Regions from separate parts of the Anas platyrhynchos genome. Here region 2 is linked to region 1. A link is a contact called in public Hi-C data. All regions are on one chromosome and are shown on one strand. Each heading gives the region's core, a stretch centred on a gene start, on an enhancer-like site or on the middle of the called end of the contact. The rest is flanking DNA. Distances are from core to core; before and after follow the strand shown.

Region 1 (4,131 bases), core at 364-2,863:
CCGCTTGCCTGTGCGAGGAGGCGTGAGAAAAGAGTTGGTTAAAGGCACAGCAGCTGCGCTCAGGAGACGGGAAGCGGGGCTGCAGCAGCAGCACAACAGTACGGCTGCTTGGAGAGGAAAGACCGAATGAATCATACAAAGGCAACTGTACATGTCTGGGGAAAAAAAAAAAAAAAGGAAAAAAAAAAAGAAAAAGAGAAATGCTCAGCATCGCTGATGTGTGAGGGGATGTTTACCCTGTCCCCCGCGCTCTGCTCTGTGCCATCTGCCTCCCCTGTGCCAGCCTCTCCCCAGGGAAATGTCAGGGCTGGGCCTCGAAGGGCAGCAGCAGCCAGGAGAGGGGACTGGGGCACAGCCAGAGCCCGGCCCCGCTCTGCACCACGCCGGGGGCTTTGGCCTCAGCAGCCCAGGGCTCGGCTCCCTCCTCTGGAAAATGGAGGCTGTTCCCGAGCTGGGTCTCCTCAGGTGCTCCCCGGCTGCTGAGAAGCAGATCTATCCATCCTGAAGCCACTCTAGTTAGGTCAGGAATAATTTAGCTTGAAGTGTGCTTCTCCAGGGAGCTCCCTCTTTCTCCTGACTCTGCACAGCCCTTCGATGCAAATATTTGGGCTCTCCTGTTAAAAGAAGAGCTGAATTTACTGTCCAAATCCGAGCTGCTCTCCTGAATCCCACAGCCCCAAGGACCGAGTCGCCTGGAGACAGAAGTGGCTGGCAGCAGCTGGCATTTCTGGTGCCCGCAGCAGCTCAGAGAGCTCTGCACAGGCCACCCCACTCTCTGCAATGATGCCTGGGGTTGTGCAGGGCTTGCTGTAGGGCCGGAGCCCTCACGGGGCTGGGGGCTGTCCGTGTGCATCCCACACCATGGGATGGTGCAGCCCTGCCCTGCGTCCCCACTGCTGGCACTGCAGCGTGCGTGCCCTCCTGCCCTATGGACCACAACAGCCCTTCCCTAATTCCTTCAGTTCATCTCCCAGAAGGACGAGGCTCCCCCTGCAGCACCGTGCATCCCTCTGGGCACGGGGCTGCAGCTCTGGCCGGTTGGCTCGGGGAGCTCGGCTGCCCCCAGCTGCCTCCCCCTCTCCCCAGCATTTCTGATTAGAGAGGCACTGGAGAGTTTGCCCTTGTCCCTGACCTCCAGAGGGAGGCAATCAGAAAGGGAGTTTGGATGGGAGATAACTCATCAGGGAAGCTGTCTGCTCTGCAGAGCATCAAATCAGCTGAGAAATAACAACTGGACCACTAAAATTAGCTGAACATTTGCAGCAGGAGCTGAGGGGCTGCTAGAGCAAAAGCGACAGGGACACCGGGCTCGGTCCCGCAGGCGAGGCGGAGGGACAGCTCTCTGCATACGCCGCGGTTCCACATTTGCCAGCAGCAATTTTCAGGCCCTTGAACGTCAGCGTTTCCGTGGGAGCTCCTGGTGCTGGAGCAGGGATAAATTATCGCGCAGAGGCAGGGGCTGAGCCGGGCATCTAGGCAGCCAGAGCAGAGCTAGGTGGGGCTGTGCCTAAATAGAAGGAGAATCCCATGAGGACCAGGCACTGCATCCTCCATTTGAATCGCCGGGACGAGGAGGTCCCTGCCTGAACTTTCTACCCATCTGGCATTAGCATGCATGTAAAACACTGGGCTCTGCTGCCGCTCAGTGGAGATGGATGTCTCTCCCTCCCACCGCAGCACCAGGTCCCATTGCTGCTTCGCCATCACCACGCAACCCCCCTGCCCCAGCAGGCTTCCTCCATAATGTATTTGCCATTTATTTAGGAAGACTTAAACGTCACCCCTTCCCGTAGGATTAAAAAAAAAAAAAGCTTGGAAATCCTGCACCTTTGATTTTGTTAATGAAATGAGGTGGGAGGCTGAAGCCCCTGGCTGGAGGGGGCTGTGGGGGTCCGGGCTGCCCTGCCCCGCTGCCGTGGCTCCCCGGGTGTCTGGTTGCAGCCCCGCTTCCCGTGTGAGCCCCGCTTCTGCTGGGCTCGCCGCCCCGAGGAGGGGCCCGAACAATTGAATTTCTGTCTGCTTTATGACCCCACTTGTAAGTGCTGTGACCCCTGCTGGGGTCATGGCCCTGGTTTGGGAACCGCTGCACTGGGACAAGGCGCTTAGACCAAACAGGATGGGTGATTAGCTGGAGGAACCAACCCCAACGTGAGAGGTGGACTCTCCACCCTCTTAATGTCTCCCAATTAAGACCAGATGTCTTCCTGGAAGATGTTTTAGGCTGCTGGGCTGCAGGAGAACCTGGGTGAAGCTCCCTGCCTGGTGCTATACAGAAGGTCGGACTCCGTGGTCTCTTAACGGCCTTGAAGAAATCTTTACATTAAAATTGAAATTGCCTCCTCTTTTCTCCAAATAACCCAAACGTGGTCTTTAGAAACACTGTAAGATTGCTGCTGGCAGGGACTAATTGGAACAGCAGGGGCCCACAACATCCAGGTGCCTACTGTGGGTGCTGAGGTCTGGATATAGGGTTTTAACTTCAGGTATCCGAGTTTAAAAAATTTACCCTTAGCTCTTCCTCATCCGTAAAATACACATTTCCCACAAAGGTTCAGGGGATTTAATTCATTGCTATTTGTAAAAATGTTTTCAATTCCCTAGATAAAATATGTCACAAAAGTGCAAAGTATTATTAACAGTAATTGATTGTCATTGTGGGAAAAAGTGACCTGCCCTTACAAAAGATTAATGGATTCTTCAGGTTACTGGTGCGATGGTAATTAACAATGCAAACAGAGCTGGAGAGGCCTTACTTTCTCATTTGATTCATTCGTAGCTTCCTTCTTCTCAGATTCCAAGGAGGAGCAGAGAGGAGTTTTGGGGCGGGGGGGCTGAACCTGGCCCTTTTTGCTCGGCTGCCCTCCAAAGCGTGTTTGCAGGACGGGTGCTGCATGGGGCAGGGCAGGGCTGGGAGCAGCACCCCGTTGCTGCCCCATACCCCAGCTCGCTGGGCTGTGCAGGGTGAGGGGGGACGGTGCTGGACGTACCCTGGTCCTCGGGCTCTCAGGCAGGCCATGCAGCCCTCTCTTTGTTTCTCCAGATTGCAGAGACCTACGCCTTTCTCCCAAGAGAAGCTGTGACCAGGTTCCTGATGAGCTGCACCGAGTGCCAGAAGAGGATGCATTTCAACTCCAACGGACTGGAGCCCAAAGGTAAAGGCAATGGGATGGCACTAGCAGAGCGGGCAGCATCCCAAACCAGACATCACCAGAGAGCTGTCGGTGGCTGCCCCTCATGGGATGTGTCTGTACGAAATGTTTTCCCAACCTGGGCTATTTTCAGTGCGTTTTTGCAGGAAAGCCTAAAGAATTGTTTAAAACTCGTGTTGTCCATCACTGTTCATGCACTGTTTTCAGCAGAGGGAGTGGGAAGGGGCTGCTCAGCCCCGCTTTCCTTCCAAGCAGGCGATTCCTCTTCTGGGTCCACCTTCCCCAGGGCAACTGTACAAAGCTTGGGTCAAAACCTCTGCAGAGAGGTCTGCAATCAGCTCGTGACTGTATGTGGGTGGAAGCGTAGATCTCTGAGAAAACTTGAGCTAAAGTTTTTCCTTCAAACTATTAATTTGGTAATGAAAGACACTGAATGTGTCTGAATAACTGAAGTTTCTGATAAAGAGGGAATTTGCAGTAATTAATAGATATGCACGTCATGATCCCATTTTGGATAACAGAAAGCGTTTTGGTAATCAAAGTTATATTATGCCTGTGTATACAACCAATTAGCATGGCAACTGTGGTAGTTAGCTCATTACGATTCTTTTGTAAACTGAGCCAATCTGCAGCTCTGAGGCCTAAAAGCTATAAGCAGTACGTAAGATGGGATCAAGTTTTCTTCTAGAGTAAATGGTTAAAGCTGATGTTTTTATTTTATTTTATTTTATTTTTGAATTGTGAACTTGTTTTCCTCATCAAGTGCAAAACATCAAACTGACTCTGAGAGGTTTCACCCAACAAAATTACTCCTATAAAAAAATATAAGCAAACTGCAGAGAATTGGAATATTCCAAAACTCTTAAGGCAAATAGAATCATCTGGCAGCTCCTATCAAGCAGATGAGCAGAGTTAAATGAACACGGGATCCAACAATAGGAACTTTCTAGTATTAAATACCAATTTCAAACTGTTTACTACT
Region 2 (3,921 bases), core at 1,154-3,653, 40 kb before region 1:
AAAACGTATATATAGGTGAGTTAACTGTTCTGCAAAAGAAGCAAGCATTCAAGAACACGAAATCTGAGCTGCAGTCAGAGCTTCTGGGTTGTTCATGGAGGTAGGGGAGCTTTGGACGCAGACCCAGCAGGGGTCACTGTGAGAGCACTGCTGGTAGATGCTGCGGCTGCTCCCGCCCTGGCCTCTCCCAGCCACAGTCGCTCTGCAAAACACAAACACTGACTCTTGGGCAGTCTTCACATCTTTGCATGAGTAAATATAGATATGCCACAGAGCCCTGAAAAGCAGTCAGAGCAGCATGACAGAAGAAGAAAGTAAACAATTCCAAAGTGGCAGTTGCTGTTAGGAGAATCCTCACCCTGCACGGTCCAGCTAGCATAAAGAAACAGCTGCTGAGAGTCAGTGTCTAATCCTGCCTAGCTTAGGTGAACGTGAGTTGCTCTGCAGTAGCACCAGAATGGCTTTTCCAATGTTGCGTGTGTAACCTGAAATCTAAGACTTTATGCCTCTTTTTTTTTTTTCTGCAGAGTTAACTTTGCCCCAGTTCTACAGTTTTCTGCATGAAATGGAACGGGTCAAAACCAGCCTGGAGAGTTTCAGCTGAAACTACGTGGGTCTGAACTGACATCTGTCCAGGATGTTTAATTTCTCCTTGTGGGCTGCAGATCTGTTCTTTCCCAGCTGACTGTAACAGCGGGATAAGGGAAGACAAGACCGTGTGACAATCAGTAGTGTCACGGCCCACAGAGACCCATCAGTCCTTCAGAACCTGGATCTTTGGAAAGTGTTTTGAAGCAATTACAAGACCACCCATATCTTTTTTTTTTTCTTAAAACTATTACAAGAAATTATTGGCAGAAATATGTGGATATTTGTACTAAAGTAGCAAAGAAATAAATCCGTTTGCATCCTGCACCATTTGTATCAGAATTTAATTTGTTGAGAAAGAGAGAAACGGAAGCAAAAACCATTATCTATCTTGTACGATTTAAGCAGAGAGGACAGGGAAGTAAGGAGAGCATCTAACCTAGTGAATCACTTAATGCTCACTTCCAAGACTCTCATTTCTCTATTATCAAAAAATTGATATGAAGTGATATGAAGTGAAGAGCCTAAACGGCAGTGCAGGGATGGACACCAGCAAGGTGCTCTTGGTTCCTGGCCTGCCTCTGAAGTAATTCCCCATCCTGTGGCATCCTGCAGGCCTGCTCTGAAAGAAGCAGCACTGCGGCTCCCTGGGCGTGCGCTTGCTCCCCATTTGCTCCACGCACAGGAAGGCAGTTTCTTCCCAAAGGAATCACAAAGCTTCCAGCAGCTCCCAGGTCCACACGGAGCTTCTCAGCTTGCAGAAAAGCTGACAATTTTCCCCATTGCATTTCATGCAGTCCTGCATGAGCGACTAGAGCTGGTAACAAGGACAGGATGAATCGCATGCATGGAAAACAGAACAGGGAATCCTGCTGGCAAACCCAGGGACAGTATCTGCATATTTATTTTCCCATCTATCAGGCCATTCACAAGCATCTTAAGCTTAATAACGTGATTAAGGCGATTTAAAAAACAAAAAAGAAAAAGAATCTTTGACAATGTCCTGCAAAATATTCCATCTCATTTTGGGTGGCAGGAAAAGCTATTTCAGGGAGGGAGAAAGCCTCCGAAGGGCTGCTTTCTGAAGACAAAAGGATTTTTTTTTTTCCTTTACATTTTCTGCTGCCCATTTCTTTTGTTTCTCCTCACCCTCCCGGTGCCGAGGCGGCATCGCTTGACCCTATCCCGTCAGGGCAGGAGGTGGCTCACAGCGGTGCCGGGGCAGATGCCAGGCCCAGCCGTGGGTCAGGAACCCGCCGCCCCCTCCCCATTTGGGATTAAGCTCCTCGGGGCTGACGCACACCGCGGCCTGCTGACCCCAAGCGCAGGGGTCGCCTCCATGCTGCTCCGCAATCCCCACGGGCATCTCTGATCGGCGGCATTACAGAGCTGCCGCCGCGCCACCGGGACGCGGCCTGACCTCCACGCTGCTGCCCGTGGCCCCCCGGCCCCCCGGCCGCCCCCTTTCATCCCGCGCACTTGGCTGTGCATGAGCGGAGCTGGCAGCCCCGGCGGGGAGGGACGGGGCTCGGCGCGGGGCGATGCTGGCCTTGTGCCCCCATGGTGGCTCCTGAAGCCTGTGCTGGAGTTTTGGGGCAGCGAGCGCAGCCCCGAGCAGCAGCAGGGCACGGGGAGGGCTGAGTGGGGACGGTGCCAGGAGCAGGGGCTGCTGCGGTGCCCGTTCCTGGGGGTTTCCTGGCAGGCAGGGGGGCCTCCCGTGGCGCCCGGTCCCTTCCGGCTGCCCGTCAAGCCCAGCCAGCCGAGGGCTAATCTCCACAGGGCAGCGGGTGCGGGGGAAGCAGGGGCCTCTTGCAGCGCAGGGTGAAGCCGACTGTATTTCTGCAGCGGTTTGCCTCCCCCGGGGCTTTCTCGGCCCATTTCCTCCAGTGCAGCCTCACCGCAGCCCCCCCCGCTCCTGCCCAGACCCCGCGGTGGGGGCTGCAGAGGGGTAGGGGCAGCTCTGCGTGGCTGCAGCCTCAAGGCAGCCACCCCCGCACGCTCAGACACCATCACAGCCCTGCTTGATGTGGTGGGGGGCACCCCACTGCACCCCAGGAGGTCTCTCCTGAAGCTGGGGGGCACAACGCAGCGCCCTGTGCTCCCGCCTGCCCCTCCAGCCTCCCACAAAGCCACGGAGGGGGGACAGAGGCTGCACCCACAGAGTCTGCCCCCCCCCCCCAGATTCAATGCGGCTGCCGTGGCCGATAGCGATGATGGAGGGGGCCAAGAAGCTTTAGGACATGGCACCCTCTCCCCTCATGGAGACGCCGCTGCCATTTCCCTCACATGTGAAGGAGCCCCCCAAGGCCCAAGAACAAAAGCCCCGGCGGCCCCCACCGCCCTCCCCCTGCCCAGGGCAGACTCAGGCTCCGCTTCCGCTCCTGGCTGCAGCCGGCAGGGAGGAAGGAACCGGGCGCTGCGGCTCCGCCTGACCTTGAGCAGGGCACACAGGCAGTGGCCGAGCTCCCGCGGGAGCCCCCCGCTTTCCCAGGGCTCGGGGCAGCCGCCGCAGGCTGGGCTCTTCTGAGAAGCCGGTCTTTATCCACGGCCAGGCTTTCCTGTTTGCAAAATAGGGCAGCTCGAGCTGGGGCTGGCCAGCGGCTGGGAAGGGGCTGCGGTAGGCGAGGATTTTGGAGGTTAGACCACAGACAAGCTGGGGAGGAGAAAGTCGGTCCTCAGAGCAGCCCGGAGCCCAGCTCAGCACCAGGCCAAACCCTCACTGAGGCCGTAGGGAAGTGCAGGGCCTGATGCAGCAGAGCAGCAGCCCAGCAGGCAAGGAGGGATCGCCCCCACCGTGCCTTCAGTCCTGCACCGAGCACCGTGGCAGCAGCCAGCCCTGCCCCTCCGCACCCCACGCCTCCCCATCCCCAATTTCTCCAGGTTTTGGGGCCATGCAGCATCCCGGTCTGGGGACCCAGCCCAGCAAAAACTCACGCTGCAAAATGCAGCTCCCAAACCCGCTTTGTTTCCCTGGGTACAGAAGCCCCAAGCACACCCCTGGGAGGGGCAGCAGGAGAGGCCCTGGGGCAGTGCCACCACCCTGGGGACAGGGACCCACTGGGATGCATGGGGCTCCTCATGGCCAAAGTCCCAGGGCAGAGCCCCTCAGTGCCTGCCCCCCCGGCGTGAGCTACATCCACTGAGCACCGTCCCCTCCTGCAGCCAGGGTCTCCAGCGCAAGGAGCTGGAACCAGACCAGACGCAACCAGAAAACACAAATACCTATGGAGAAATGCCAAGAGCTTTTCCTAGAAAGCGTTTGCTGTGGAAGAGACGGTGGCGGGGCCCAGCAGACCTCGCTGGAAGGAGACAGTGGGACTGCGGCGGATGGTG

The links. A called contact is a pair of places that touch in the nucleus more often than the background predicts.
Region 2: a Hi-C map of liver shows a contact between it and region 1, with 3 times the contacts expected there. The contact joins two enhancer-like sites. A contact is called at or near these places in 4 of 8 Hi-C or Micro-C datasets (liver, skeletal muscle, small yellow follicle and 1 more).

The regions. Positions count from the first base shown.
Region 1 is chr21:17,804,618-17,808,748 of IASCAAS_PekinDuck_T2T, reverse strand. NOL4L (nucleolar protein 4 like) reads left to right here. Exons shown (of 11, transcript XM_027472754.3): 3 at 3,041-3,152. Among named protein-coding and RNA genes, the nearest start is that of NOL4L, 19 kb to the left of the region's middle. Within about 2 kb of position 1,613, at least 1 of the 8 cell types and tissues checked has an H3K27ac peak or open chromatin away from gene starts, as enhancers often do.
Region 2 is chr21:17,845,228-17,849,148 of IASCAAS_PekinDuck_T2T, reverse strand. It overlaps COMMD7 (COMM domain containing 7), which reads left to right. Exons shown (of 9, transcript XM_038166407.2): 8 at 1-15; 9 at 528-835. The coding sequence ends at 604. Among named protein-coding and RNA genes, the nearest start is that of COMMD7, 7.1 kb to the left of the region's middle. Within about 2 kb of position 2,403, at least 4 of the 8 cell types and tissues checked have an H3K27ac peak or open chromatin away from gene starts, as enhancers often do.